4 separate regions of the Mus musculus genome follow, and regions 2, 3 and 4 are each linked to region 1. Evidence: chromatin contacts called from public Hi-C, Micro-C and promoter capture Hi-C data. All regions are on one chromosome and are shown on one strand. Each heading gives the region's core, a stretch centred on a gene start, on an enhancer-like site or on the middle of the called end of the contact. The rest is flanking DNA. Distances are from core to core; before and after follow the strand shown.

Region 1 (3,503 bases), core at 393-2,892:
CCTGGGCAGGTGGGCCACAGGGAACAGGTGCGGGGGCTGGGGGCTGGGGGCTGGGGGGGGGGGGGCGGCGGTCTCTTCAGCAGGGAACATATAAGGTGAAGGAGGCTGGAGGTGGTGACCAGGGGTTTAGGGCCTAGTGGCCAGGCAGAAGGGAAGCATAGAGTAGTGTTTCTCCCTTCCTGGCACACCTGTACTGACACACCTGTCTTTGAACAAGCCTCACTCACCTGTGGTCTCTGCACCTTCCCGTCTAACTTCAATCCATTGCCTACCTTTTTCTGCCCATTGGGCTCATTTGCTTTTAACCTCCCCACACTACAGAGCCACCTCCACACACAACTGCTCTTGGTTGGCAGCAACACAATGTTGTTGCACTACATGCTTCGGTGGCATCTCCTCACAAAACTTTCTGTGGAGCCAGGACCTACTCAGACTAGTCAGGACCCACTCTGTCTGTTTTAAATGCTTTCTGTGACCCCAGTACTAGCCCAAATTCTCTGGTAGCCCAGAGAAAGTTCCATGGGCTGCTTCTGAGACACAGCGTTGCAGTTGAGATGGGTACTTGGACCTTCATGCAGAGGAGACAAGGTTCACCTCCATTTGCCCACACTAGCCCAGAAACAGAATTTGGGGCTAGGAACACTAGGCTATTCCTCGGTTTCATTTTTCTCTGACAGGCTTCCGGAAAGAGGGGGTGCTTCTTAGCTTAGAGAAGAAAAGTTGTTTGGATCAGGGTCCTTGAAAGCGGAGCTTAGGAGTGGTCTCTTGGGAGGCACTACCGGGGCGTCAAAAATTATGGGATTTATGTTGAGAAAACTGGCAAGACTCATGTTTTGATGAATTTTGGCTCTGGTGAGTGAGGGTAGGCAGGAAGCTGTCTGGAGAGATCGCGGGGGATGGATCAGGATGCTGCTGAAGGGAGCTAGTGAGGTTTGGGAAACTCACCAGTCTTTCTGTTTGATGGGTGCAGGGGTACAGCAAGACACTTGCTAAGTAGCAAAGACAAAAGGGTGTGTTGATTACTATCACAAAGCAGGTGAGGTGCAGAGAAGTATCCAGGTGGGCTGTAGGACCCTCTCAGCCTTCCTAAGGTCCTAGGTACAACTAGATGCTCAAGTCAGGGCTTCGTTGGACTCCAGCACTGGAGATCTGCGCCATCTCCCCCCCCCCCCCCGCACCTTACCCCCCCACCCCCACCCCCCCACCCCCCGCCCTCAAACCAGAGCAGCACAGCGGCCTCTCTACTCACAAAAGCTCGAAGGTTCCGTTCAGCTCCCTTCCTCCTGTTTAAAGCCGGGAGTAGAGACAGTGCAGTAACGGCCAGCTCTGGGGGCCAGGGGCCTAGCTGGTGCAGATACCGAGTGGGCTCCGCGGCCATCAGCTGGTCTTCAGGCTAGCGGGACCGCGCGTTCCCAGAGCCCAGGGGCGGGGGCGCGGCGAGGCAGGGCCGACTGGGCGCGCTCCGGGGAGCCGCCAGCCTGAAGGGCAGAAGCACTGCGAGGGTTAAGCAGCGAGCCTGGCGGGCACGTGTGCGGATTGGAGCAAAGTTTCGGGGAGGGGCGGGGAACGGGGCGGACTGGGGCTCGCAGATTGGCCGGAAGTTGTGCGGGGCGGAGCTCAGGGCTGCTCCGCGCTCGCTCCGGGAGAGTTGACAAAGCCCCGCAGGGAAGGACGCCTCGCGGCGCGGCGCCCCGGGCCCCTCGCCCCGCCGCCCCTCTTCCCCGCCCTCGCCAAGCCTCGCCGTTTATCCGCGCGGACAGCGCGCCCCGCGCCCCAGCCCGGCCCCAGCCGCCAGCGCCCAGGTAGCGCCGCCCCGCCCAGGCCGGGCCCGGGGGCGCGGGGGGCGGGATGCGGCGCCCGGGGCAGCGATGACCGCGTCGCGCTGCTCAGGGGCCCGGCTCTGACCCCGTTGCCTGCTGCGCGCCCCCGCGCTGATCCCTGTCGAGGTGAGCCGGGCTGTACGTCCGCGACCCCCGGAGGGAGGGCTGGAATGGGTTAGAGTGCGGGGCGCGAAGGGCAGGGCCGCGATCACTGTGCGGGGCGGGAGCCGGGCTCGCGCCGTAGCTGCTCCTGTGGGGCCCGCGGCCCTGCCCCGCGCCCCGCCCCCCCTTGAGCCCCACGTGGGCCCCCCAGCGCAAATTTGTCCGCTAATGGCGCAGGCGATTATCTGCGGGGCCGCTCGGTGTTGTGTGTCCCGCGGGCAGGGCCCGAGTTACAAGCGCCAGGAATCCAGACGGTGTTTGGAAAGGGGGCGGCGGGGGCGGCTGGTAATTAGTGTAAACCCTTTGTCTGCCTTTGATACGCTCAGCGTCTACGCGCCTCGCTTCCTTTGCCTGGAGCTCGGCGCCGAGGGGGGCCGGACCCTGGCTCTGCGGCCGCGACCTGGGTCTTGCGGGCCTGAGCCCTGAGTGGCGTCCAGTCCAGCTCCCAGTGACCGCGCCCCTGCTTCAGGTCCGACCGGCGAGATGACGCGGAGCCCCGCGCTGCTGCTGCTGCTATTGGGGGCCCTCCCGTCGGCTGAGGCGGCGCGAGGTGAGTCCTGGCGCCCAGTCTGGCGCTTTGGCCTCTGCAGCGCCGCCCCTTTCCCACCAGCCCTGAACTCTGCCACACAGTGCCCGCCTGGCACACTCCTCCCCTCCCTGTCTGCTCCATCGCAGCAGATCCTCCCCCCAACCCCCATCCTTAACCTGAAGTACTGTCGGTTTTACATGCCTCTACCTCACTCTTGGGGTTACCTAGTCACAATCAGATACCCCCAGCTCACCCTCTTTGGCTGACACCTCATGTAAAGGGCCCCAGAATCATTTGACTGTTGGCCTTGCCTAGGTCCTTTCCAGGACAGCCTCATAATCTTGCATAAACACACTTTCAGGTGCATATCTAGATGGAGAGCAGGTGGTTGTCACCCCTCCCCCAGATTCTTGGGGAGTGGACTCTTTGTGGGAGCAGAAAACCTAATTGGGTCCCTGGGAACTTGCAGAGACTCACACAGTGCCTAGCTGAATATAGAGAACATTGGTGATATCTTGGTGATTGGAGCTCGCTCTGATCCAGCCCTCAGCTGACCCAGCTCTGGACCCTTGGCTTGCTTATCAATTACAGGTAGCATAGTCTACCATCTGGGAGTCCCCAGAGCACAGAACATCACTACAGTAAAGGTGGAAGATCTTAGACCACAGGGTCACACACTATGTTGTTGCAGGATACACCACACTATGGCTTGGCTACATCACTCGTCTTCTGGGGAGCTCTGCCCTAGACCTAGCCCTGGCAGAGGGCACCCAGAGCTGATGGGTGATACATGCCCGTAGATTTTTGGCCACTGTGTTCCAGTGTCACGGGGCACAGTGCTGGGCTCCCCTATGGTTAGGCAGGACTGATGGCCAGGCGGGCCCTTTGGGTGTGTTGGCCACTCAGGACTGTCCTTGCTCTGTCCACCAGTCCTCTGAGGCTTCGCATCTCCTCCCCCCGCCACTAGCGCGGGCGCACTGAGCCCAACCTGG
Region 2 (3,503 bases), core at 478-2,977, 710 kb before region 1:
AGTCAATCTGTGTCACATGAGAACTTGTCCTTTAAATCTTAAGTTTACCTTTAAATTTTTTTGAGACAAAATTTCTCTATGTAGTCGTCACTAATCTCGAACTTGTTATGTAGACTATGCTGGCCTCAAACTCAGAGGCCTGATTCCCAAGTGCTGGTATTTAAATAGTTTAAACATTTTTAAAAATTAATAATCTTAATATTAGCCCACTAGCAAGCTTACCCTAATTTCATCATTGATAACGATGCAAATTCAGAAAAGTAAGAAACACACTAAGTGTTTGTCATTAATGTAAGCATAACTATTTGTAAAACTAATTTTGTTTGCGTGGTGTCGGGGATTGAATCCAGAACTCTTAATTTCTAACCTTAACCACATCAGAAAACCTTTGTACAGTTATAGCGCCAAAGATTGCATTCACATCTGTGGAAAACATTTAAAGCCAAAACTAAAGCCTAAAGCTCTACCAACTCCAAAAATTAATAATAGAAAGCTAAGTAGTTTAAGTTCAAAGATTTTAAACATGCCCAAATACTTTAACCTGGAGGGGTGGAATGCTAGACTAGGTTCTAATACTGGTACTCAAGGCACAACTATTTCTGGTGGCGCTGCTACAAACATTCAGTTTTACACCCTTAAAACCATGAGTTGTCAAGTCAGTCTCTCAATCTGGGTTTCTCTCGTTTCGATGTAATGACTTACACTTGCAAATTTCAAATTAAAATATAAGATTTATTTGGACAGTAACGGTTTCTCCTCAACTTTTTCTTTTTTTTCCATACTCATAAGAAGCACACCAACAACTGACCTAAATACACGTCCCATGTCGTCAGGCCTTTTAATGTAAGCAGTGTCCTCTAGAGACATATAACAATACTGCCAATGTGTGAGGCATTGATTTGTAGTTGTTTTTCCATCCGAGCTATGGATTTGTGCTCAGCTACTCACGACGTCTACTAGGTCCCCCTGGTGACCAAACAGTGCACCAAAGCAGCAGGAGGGTTCTAAAGCCTACTGACAGCGGAACAGAAAATCATGAAAAATTAACACGGCAACAGTACACACGACGTGACTGTGAATTGCGTTCGCACTGCTGGCGGGCTGAGTGAAGAGCCGTACAACGGTCACCATCCCCTTTTTGCAAAAGCATCGCCTCGATCGAGCTTGCCTACTCCTCCCTCCCATTTAAACCAGAGATGTGATGAGAACACCAAACCCAGGGGATCTGCACGAGGCACAGCTACTGGCTGGGACTTGGGGAACCACTGGTATGACAATCGGTCACGATTCTGTGGAGCATGGAGGAATGACACACCACCCTTTCCTACCCCAGACACAGAGTCAGGAATGGCAGGTCGAGGGGGGGCCCTTGGGGAAAGCGGGAGAGCACGCAGAGGAGGGACCGCGGCGCGTCCGGGGCCGGGACTCAGAGGGGCTCAGGGCTGGGGCGGCGCCCGAGGAGCGGGACCAGGGCTGGGAGGGCGCGCCGCCAGGTGCCGGTCCGCAGGAGGCGGCGGGGCGCGCACGGAGGGAGGACGGGGCGCTGAGTCCCGCGTGGCGCGGAGCGGAGGGCGCGTGGCGGGGCCGCGGCCGGCCTACCTGGAGGTAATGGGGTTTCCTCAGCCAGGCCCCCGCGCAGAGACTCCTCGCCATGGCACTCACATCGCCCCGCCGCGCCGCAGTCGGAGGCGGACCCGAGCGCGGCCGCCCGCCGGCCTCCCCGCCCCTGCCCCGCCGGCCCGCCCACGGCCCGCCCCCGGCGCGCGCTCCCCGGGGCCGCGCTGCGGCGAGGGCGGCGGGTAGCGGAGGCCGGCTCCGCGCGCAGAACCCCACCCCCACCGCCAGCCGCGGCGGTCGTCAAGGCGCGGGCGCGGGGCTCCGCCATAAAGGGGAGTCGAGCCTCGCGTCCGCCGACACAAATCCGCCTGCGCCTCCGTGCTTAAAGGGGAGGCGCGGACGGGGGAGGGGTACGGCCGAGGCGGGTGCGAGCAGCACGGGGGTGCGCAAAACGTGGGCTCCGTGGAGCGCCCACTTCACTGTGAGGCTTGCGGCTTCACGCGCGGAGTCCCGCCGTCCGCGCTCTGGACCTGTGCGAGCGGATTGCACGGAAATTCTGTGGATGCTTAGAGCTGCATCCTAGGCGACCAACTAACTCATAGATCCTCTCCAGGGAAAGGAGGCTCTCCGGAGACGCGACCACCGCTATCTAGGGGAGGAAGGGACTCCTTCCCGCTCAGTTCTGCGTGGCCTTCCAGACACTTCGCCTCTTTGCGTACCTTAAATTTAATGCAATTTTTTTCTTTTATTTCTTTTTCTTTCTTTTTTACCATTTCGACTTTTTGAAGTTTGCATTGTTTGCAAAACAGCCTCAGAGTTTTCTTGCCTCTACCACAGAATCATGATTCACACGTTAAATACATAATTAAATAAATAAATGCCGGATAAATACAGTGAAGGCAGGAGACCTTCTAGGATATAGCAGAGCAGCTCAGTTAAGGCTATACACCTCAAGGCGTTGCTTTCTTCTGTTGACACTGATGGCCAAATAAGGGAGAAGGGGCCACCCTGGGAGGAGTACAGCTATTGATCTGAGTGACTTCAATGCAGGGAGATGCAGGTCCTACTTCATTTTTTTCCCTTGCTATGCCGTACTTTATGTTTCTAGTGCTTTCAGTTTCTGGAAACAGGTCTTTAACCTGGATAATATTTTGTTACTCGCAAAGAAGTGCATGAGCCACTGACTTTCACTTTTAATTAAATGACTTCAGTAATTTCTAAAGTAAAAGTAAATATGAGCTGGGCATGGTGACTCATGCCTGTAATTCCAGCACTTGGCCAACCGGAGCTACTTAAGACAAAGACAGACAAAGGGAGGGAAGGAAGAAGGAGGAAAGGACGGATCCTACCGGTTTCCTTTAGTTGTTTTTTTGTTTTTTGTTTTTTTAAAGATTTATTTATTACTTATTATATGTAAGTACACTGTAGCTGTCTTCAGACACTTCAGAAGAGGGAGTCAGATCTCGTTACGGATGGTTGTGAGCCACCATGTGGTTGCTCAGATTTGAACTCCGGACCTTCGGAAGAGCAGTCGGGTGCTCTTACCTGCTGAGCCATCTCACCAGCCCTTTTTTTTTTTTTTTTTAAGATTTTATTATTTATATGTGTATGTCTGCCATATTTGTGTGATTGCTTATAAAAGCCAAAAGAGGGCATCAGAACACCTGGGGCTGGAATTTCAGTTGGTTTTAAGCTGCCCAACTTGGGTGCTGGGAACCAAACTCGAGTTCTCTGGAACAGCCAGAAGCCCTCTTAACCACGGAGCAATCTCTCCAGCTCTGCAATAAGTATTTTCTTAGCATCCAGACACTGTTCAAATTTTTTTGCTATGTACACAAAAAGACAAAGCAGGCAGAATTCCTAACTTTATGGATATTACATTTTGGAGATGAGAAGACAGGCAATAAATAATAAACACAATGACTATAGAGAAGTCTGGTAAGAGC
Region 3 (3,503 bases), core at 635-3,134, 630 kb before region 1:
GATCCCATTACAGTTTATGACCCATTGTGTGGTTGCTGGGAATTGAACTCAGGACCTCTGGAAGAGCAGTCAGTGCTCTTAACCACTGAGCCATCTCTCCAACCTCTTTTAAAAGACTTACCTATTTTTATTTTATGTACTATGCTGTTTTGCCTCTTAGAATTAGAGCTAAAGACACTGTGATCTGTCATGTGGGTGCTGGGAATTGAACACAGGTACTCAAGAGCTCTTAACTACTGTGTGTGTGTGTGTGTGTGTGTGTGTGAGAGAGAGAGAGAGAGAGAGAGAGAGAGACAGAGACAGAGACAGAGTGTGTGTGTGTGTGTGTGTGAGAGAGAGAGAGAGACAGAGACAAGAGAGTGTGTGTGTGTGTGTGTGTGTGTGTGAGAGAGAGAGAGACAGAGACAGAGAGACAGAGACAGAGAGAGAGAGTGTGTGTGTGTGTGTGAGAGAGAGAGAGAGACAGAGACAGAGAGAGTGTGTGTGTGTGAGAGAGACAGAGAGAGTGTGTGTGTGTGAGAGACAGAGAGAGACAGTGTGTGTGTGAGAGAGTCAGATACAGAGACACATGAGAGAGAGAGAGAGACAGAGAGAGAGAGAAAGAGGGAGAGACACAGATTGATATAATGTACTGAATAAAATATACTGTATAATACAAAGCTAGCCATGGTGGCTCAGGCCTTTTAATCCCAGTACTGAGGAGGCAGAGACAGGAAGATCTCTGTGAGCTTGAGGCAAGCCTGGTCTACACAATGAGTTCCAGGACAACCAGAGCTATATAATAGATAGACTCTGTCTTCAAAAAAGAAAAAAAAATGTAGTATAATATGAATATGCCTATTTGCCAGATTTTTCAGAACCTAGGTAAAGGGAACTCTTTTTTGTTTTGTTTTGTTTTGTTTTTCGAGACAGGGTTTCTCTGTATAGCCCTGGCTGTCCTGGAACTCACTCTGTAGACCAGGCTGGCCTTGAATTCAGAAATCTGCCTGCCTCTGCCTCTCAAGTGCTAGGATCAAAGGCGTGCGCCACCACCGCCCAGCTTAAAGGGAACTCTTGAAATATGAGTGAAAGGAATTTAGATCATAAGAGGTATTTCTTCAGAGAGAAAATTCAGTACTGCCTCTGTGACATAATCTGTGATAAAAAGTATATGACTCTGAAAATATTTTCACAAAATAGAAACGTATTACAGGTGTTTCTATAAGTGCTGGGTTGCATTCAAATATAAGTCAAAGATATAAGCATGCATTCCATTTATCAGCTGGGCCTCATATAAAAGCCTGCAATAGTATGAAAGTTGTGTGTTCCTTCAATCAACTGCTTTGCAGGAGGGTATGCTCAAATTTCACTACAATTAGGAAAGGTCACAAAGCAGGTAAACAGGGAAAAAAAAATCTCGTTCATCGTCAGAGGAAAAAAAAGTGAAAATCTCCCATTACAGATTCCAGATAAGTTTGGATTTGGATAGTATTCATTGAACGAAATTTGCCATCCAGGGTCTCCTCCCCACTTAAGGGGATTATAACAGCAGGCCTCTAGGTGAAGGTAAAAGAAAAGTATTTTTTCCAGTTAATAATTTCCTTTCTTCAGAAAGGAAATCACCCCATCAAGATGTACTGAGCAATATCCTATTTCTGAGGGCATTAAAAAAGACCGCACGAAAGACTGGACACGATCTCTCTTTTTAAAAGACCTAGTAAGGCAAGCATCAGCGTCGGGAAGCGCTGCGCTCACTATTGTGTCTGCACCGGCAGCAAGAGGACTTAATTCCACCGCGACGTTAAAGAGTCCCTCTTTGTTCAGCGCTGGTCCGGGACGCAGGGCGCGGTGTTCCTCCGCGCTCGCCGCGCAGGCCCCGCCCCTCTGCGGCTCTGGAGAGCTGCCATTCGGCCCCGGAGTAGCTCCGCGCTCCCAGAATGCACCGCTAGTCCGCGGGAAACCAAAATGGCGAAGGGCTGTTGCGAAGTGGTCTGTGTTTGAGGCCGGTGTGAGCACGCACATTCTCCTTCCTAACCCTCGTCCCCAAGGAACTCGGTGTGTGTGTGCGTGTGCGCAGGGCTCCCGCTGGGGCGGGTGCCCAGGGAGTGCCCGGACTCGCGGGGGAGCGCCCACGGGAACGAGATTGCTTCTATTTTCCTGTATGAAGCGGTTGGCACCACTTAAGTGACCGAATGAGGTGAGAGACCTTGGCCTGGGAACCGACTCTTTGGGAGGAGGTTGGGATGAGGAGAGACGAAAGAAAGGAAGCAAAAGAAAGGGGAAAGATGGAGGCTCCGCTTTGGGCAAGGGAGTCCTGTGTGGGGGTGTTTTTGCATTGATGCATATGTTGAAAGAATGGATCGGGAGGGGTAGTCAGTGAGATGTTGGTAAAAATAGGGACTGGGGGAAGGAGCGGGGCGCCCCGCTCGGGAGTCAGTTGGTGGAATTAGATAAAACGTTGAGACAGGGAAGCTGTGTTTGGAGGGCAGGAAGGAACCTGGGGGCGGGAGACGGTTGGAGGGGCAGGATGAACCTGGTGATGAGGGGGTGGGGAACCGAGGGGAGGAGCCGTCAGAATGCGGGGAGCCTAGTAGAGGGGCTGACTGGCACTTTAAGGGGTGCTAAGGAAAGTAGCAGTTTGGAACCAGAGGGTGCTGGAATTGTGTGGAATTGTGGTAGGGGAATCTAGTGGTGGGCTAGATAGCTAGCGTACGAGGATGAGGAAAATACCCTGGAAAGCAAGCCCTGGAAGCTTAAAGAGAAGAAGTGATAGGTGAATTGATACGGGGAAGAGATAGCTTTTATTTGGAGGCATTTCTTCCGTTCAATTAAAATTTCTTGCCCTGATAATTTGTATTCATCATTACAACTTAGTTACTTACGGCACTAAGGGGTTTAACCAAAATTTTCCAGGATTTCTTAACACATTTCCATAGTGCCAGAACTCTTAACTGTGATTTACAATCTGCAGTCCTTGGTGGTTAATTTTTTCTTTGGCAGAGATGGATTTATTGAGTGGTACGAGAGATTGTGAACAATAGGAAAAGGGGTATGGAATGCTGTTTTATTCTTTAAAACCTTTAACTTTGGTTGAAGATATTACCATGCAACAGTAGTTAGAATTTGAAAACCCAGACAAGCCTGTAATTGACATAGAAAAGTACCTCATGAGATCAAAGTAGAGCTAGAAATATGTTAGTGGTTGGTTGACTCCGTTTTCTCTAGCAGCAAGTACTTTCTCCTTCAAATAGATTCCATGTAATCTTCATAGGAACTTCTGCAGACTGTTTTCAGCCTTTATGTTTTAATTTTTCTTTTGGGAATTTCTTTTTTGGGAGAGAATTGTGGGTAAAAAAACTGATTCTTTTTAGGATGCTGGATAATACTTTAAATGTTTATTTTTTTATTTAATGTATATAAGCACACTATTGCTGTCTTCAGACACATCAGAAGAGGGCATCAGATCCCATTACAGATGGTTGTGAGCCACCATGTGGTTGCTGGGAATTGAACTCAGGACCTCT
Region 4 (3,503 bases), core at 264-2,763, 560 kb before region 1:
TAATCCCAAAGGCTCCACATATAAAAGTTTTACATAAGAATTAAAAAAAGATTTAATAATAAGCGTATTCTGCTGATACTAAAAAGAAAACAATGACACGGGAAGAAAGCTGACAAAGTTCAATGGAAGAAAGGTCATACACTATTATCTTATTTGATTTCAAAGTGATGGATGTACACCCGGGATGACAATGTACCACTAAATACAGCAACAGTCCATTTCAACACATTTCAAAATCTGACTTAGAGATCTTCGCATGGACACAATTCAATACTCCCAAGACTGGGTTTCACTATGCAGCCTTGACTGTTCAGAGATCCACTTGCCTCTGCCACGGGAATGCTGGGGTTAGAGGCGTGTGCCACCACTGCCCAGCCACAATTCAAAACATCGTGCCGATTTTATAATATCGGGATTTGGTGAAAGTGGTGAGAGTGAGTCAAACAAGTGTTATCACTTCGTCCAATAATAAAGAAGAACGTGTATCAACCCCTTACAGCGAACTTCTCAGAACTGTAGGGTATGTAAACTAGCTTGAAATGGCTTGGGGGAATTAAGAAACAAAGAGTAACGCCATTGACGTCACCAGTGCTGGCCTCTTTCCGACCAGAGGAAAGGGAAGAGAGAGGGTAGGTGTCAATTTTAGGACTGGCCAAACTTGTGAGTTCCAGGCTCCCAGGAGCCCCGCTTAAGTACGCCTGCGCCAAGCAGGCCAGTTTCCCAGGAGACCCTCCTCGGATTCACCTCGGTCGCTGTCCCACCTTTTCCAAGTAGGTGAGAGGCGACCATGTGGTGCGGCCCGGCCCAAGGAAGGCTAGCCCACTTCCGCACTTACTTGGTATTCGATCTCCAACGATGCCTTCAGGGGCATGGGCTGGTAGAAACACTCCTTCCGGCCGGCCGGCAGCGTGAAGGTAAAATCACTGTCCAAAGAGGGTGTGAAGCCGGCCGCCCCGCGCAGCAACGCTGCGGGCAGAGCGGACAGGAGCAGCACGGGGAATGGCAGCCACATCCTGCCGCCCATCCCTGTCGATCTCTGCCTGGACGCGTGTAGGGAGGTGCGGGATACTGGTGTCTCCGATTTGAAATCCCGATCTGAGGGAACTTCAGGCAGCGGCGAGCCTCACTCTCTTGGAAGGTGGAAGCACTGCCTTCCACTGGGCCGGGCGAGGGCGGGGCCAGCGTCCCCTTTCGGCTGCCTTCTGGGTTTCGCATCCTTCCTTCACACCAGACTTGTCGGTTTCGGCTTCCCTCACACACGCCAATCAACGTTGGCGGGGGTAACGACGGGAAATGTAGTCCGAGGTGACCACGGCACGCCGCTCATCCGCGCTTCCAGACTCATTTCCCGGCATGCCCTGCGCCCCGCTCCCGTTCGCAGAGCCCCGCGTGGTGGGCGGGGTCGGGGCCCGGGAGGCGGGTCCCAACGGCTGCCGCGGCGGTTCGAACTCGGCGCCTCGGAGGTTCGCTGGTTCTCCTCATCGAGAGTCAGAGGCTTCCATGTCGTGGGCTGCGAGAGTGTCCCAGGCTTCCGAGCGCAGAGGAGGCTCGCGGTGCGCCGTGGTCTGGGGACGCTAACCCCGCCTGCGATCTGGGTGGTGAGCAAACGCCTCCTGGCTGGAAAAGGGCTTTCCCGAGGGGTTTGTTTTCTCTTGGGACAGTCGACCTGCGCCTGGCCTGCTTGTGAGGCGTTTTCTTTTATTTGAGGCAGAATCGGAAAGGAGGCTGCCAGACTTTGCTCTACTCCCTACAGGCAGATGGAGGACCTCTTTCTTGAAATAAAATACTGTATAAAACCATGTACTCTTTCTCAAGCGGAAAGTCCTGTCACAGGATTTTATAGAGTGTAAAGTGCTTGTCCTTCGCTCGATGAGTGTGCGTGTGTGAGAACTCATTTTTCACTAGACTTGAAGATACGGTTGTCAGGGCCGCCCTATAGGTAAGATGATAAGCCTTTCTACGTACACATACTACAGGTAAACGTAGGAAAATGAGGATGTTTAAATACCAGACGTATCCAATTCTGAACGGCTAGAAAATTCTTACGTGAAAATGCACAAGTTGCTGAACGTAAAAGCCTGACTTAAATGGTGTCCTACAGTACTGATCAGCATTTTCTAGTCTCAAGTTTCTTCTTTTCTCTCCTCCATTATTCTGTACGAAGCTAGAGATGTTGCATAGATGTGAAGTAGCATGGATTCCTGAGCCACTGACTGGGGAAGTCTTCCAGCTTATGCAGAAGCAAATTTGTTAAAAAGAAAACCAGAAACAGGGTAGAAAAGGGTAGAAACATTTACATCTACAAAATATCTCGTTTAATTTTAGGCCTCAACTTTTTCCAATAAGGTGCGAGGTGTTTTTTTGTTTTTGTTTTTTTTTCCAATCCACCCTACTCCTGAGAAATTTTGCGTGGGAAATTAATGTACCAGGACCGTTTTTACCTGAGTGAGGGAGGGAGAAGGCAGTTTATTCATTTATCCGTTCAAAATAATTGAGTTTTCCTAAGTGCATTACACTCTTGAACATAATAGGTGGGAATTAATAATATCTGTAACCCAAATTTTAAGAAAGGCAATGAAAGAGGTGCTACAGTGAAAAAAAAATTAAATGGAATATGAGAGAGAAGTGAAATTGTAAGATTATGCAGAAAGTTCTATAGTAGGAGTGGAAATTCTAAAACTTTTTAGTTTTTATTTTAGTAATTACAATAATAAAGCATCCTTTACTGTGATTTCAAGAATATTAATTTTACTCTGTGTCTGTGGGTGTTTGGGATCCTCTGAAACTCGAGTTACAGACCATTGTAAGCTACCATGTGGGGGCTGAGAATATCAGTGGCAACCCTTTGAAAGAGCAATGCCTTTAAACCCAGAGCCATCTCTCCAGCCCATCATGATCTTTCTTTTTTTTTTCTTTTTTTTTTTTTTAAGATTTATTTATTATTTATTATATGTAAGTACACTGTAGCTGTCTTCTGACATTCCAGAAGAGGGAGTCAGATCTCGTTACGGATGGTTGTGAGCCACCATGTGGTTGCTGTGATTTGAACTCTGGACCTTTGGAAGAGCAGTCAGGTGCTCTTACCTGCTGAGCCATCTCACCAGCCCCATGATCTTTCTTTTATGGCCAAGAAACTTAGTTTCATGCTCACAGGTTGGTGCAGCAAACAGTTCACTGCATGTAGTTCTATGAGTTGAACTGCTAACTGTCATTTTTGTTTTGTTTTGTATTTTTTTGAGACCATGTCATACTATACAGGCCAGGTTGGCTTTGCGCTCACAGAGACCCACTTGCCTCTACTTCCCAAGTGCTAGGATTAAAGGAATGGTAACCATATCCACTCTCTACATGTCATTTTGATCTGTGATTATGACTCGCGAGTGTTGTTAAATTTTACAACCACTGTGAATGGGAGGAGATAACTTACCTGGTAATAATAGCTTTTAAGAATTTATGGAAGATTTTTGTTTTGTTTTGTTTTGTTTTGTTCTTTTTTGAGACAG

Evidence for each region. Promoter capture Hi-C pulls out the DNA fragments that hold promoters and counts their contacts. A called contact is a pair of places that touch in the nucleus more often than the background predicts.
Region 2: a contact with region 1 is called in a Micro-C map of embryonic stem cells, with 6 times the contacts expected there. The contact joins the promoter of Dipk1a here to the promoter of Fgfrl1 in region 1. A contact is called at or near these places in 3 of 39 promoter capture datasets (cranial neural crest, embryonic stem cells and second pharyngeal arch cranial neural crest) and 1 of 484 Hi-C or Micro-C datasets (embryonic stem cells).
Region 3: a Hi-C map of muscle stem cells shows a contact between it and region 1, with 4 times the contacts expected there. The contact joins the promoter of Mtf2 here to the promoter of Fgfrl1 in region 1. A contact is called at or near these places in 4 of 39 promoter capture datasets (cranial neural crest, maxillary cranial neural crest, pre-B cells and 1 more), 1 of 484 Hi-C or Micro-C datasets (muscle stem cells), 2 of 115 datasets of contacts at active chromatin or transcription factors (bone marrow-derived macrophages and microglia) and 1 of 9 other capture datasets (liver).
Region 4: a promoter capture Hi-C map of neural stem cells shows a contact between it and region 1. The contact joins the promoter of Ccdc18 here to the promoter of Fgfrl1 in region 1. A contact is called at or near these places in 5 of 39 promoter capture datasets (3T3-L1-derived adipocytes, cranial neural crest, neural stem cells and 2 more), 4 of 115 datasets of contacts at active chromatin or transcription factors (astrocytes, cardiomyocytes, embryonic limb bud and 1 more) and 1 of 9 other capture datasets (adipose tissue).

Annotation. Positions count from the first base shown.
Region 1 is chr5:108,692,587-108,696,089 of GRCm38.p6, forward strand. Fgfrl1 (fibroblast growth factor receptor-like 1) reads left to right here and starts at 1,643. Exons shown (of 7, transcript NM_054071.2): 1 at 1,643-1,946; 2 at 2,309-2,532. The coding sequence starts at 2,466. Gm42151 (predicted gene, 42151) reads right to left here and starts at 1,480. Exons shown (of 2, transcript NR_168910.1): 1 at 1,250-1,480.
Region 2 is chr5:107,985,350-107,988,852 of GRCm38.p6, forward strand. It overlaps Dipk1a (divergent protein kinase domain 1A), which reads right to left and starts at 1,728. Exons shown (of 5, transcript NM_026062.4): 1 at 1,600-1,728. The coding sequence starts at 1,653.
Region 3 is chr5:108,063,790-108,067,292 of GRCm38.p6, forward strand. Mtf2 (metal response element binding transcription factor 2) reads left to right here and starts at 1,885. Exons shown (of 15, transcript NM_013827.3): 1 at 1,885-2,176. The coding sequence starts at 2,172.
Region 4 is chr5:108,131,401-108,134,903 of GRCm38.p6, forward strand. Ccdc18 (coiled-coil domain containing 18) reads left to right here and starts at 1,514. Exons shown (of 29, transcript NM_028481.1): 1 at 1,514-1,598. It overlaps Tmed5 (transmembrane p24 trafficking protein 5), which reads right to left and starts at 1,220. Exons shown (of 4, transcript NM_028876.3): 1 at 836-1,220. The coding sequence starts at 1,024.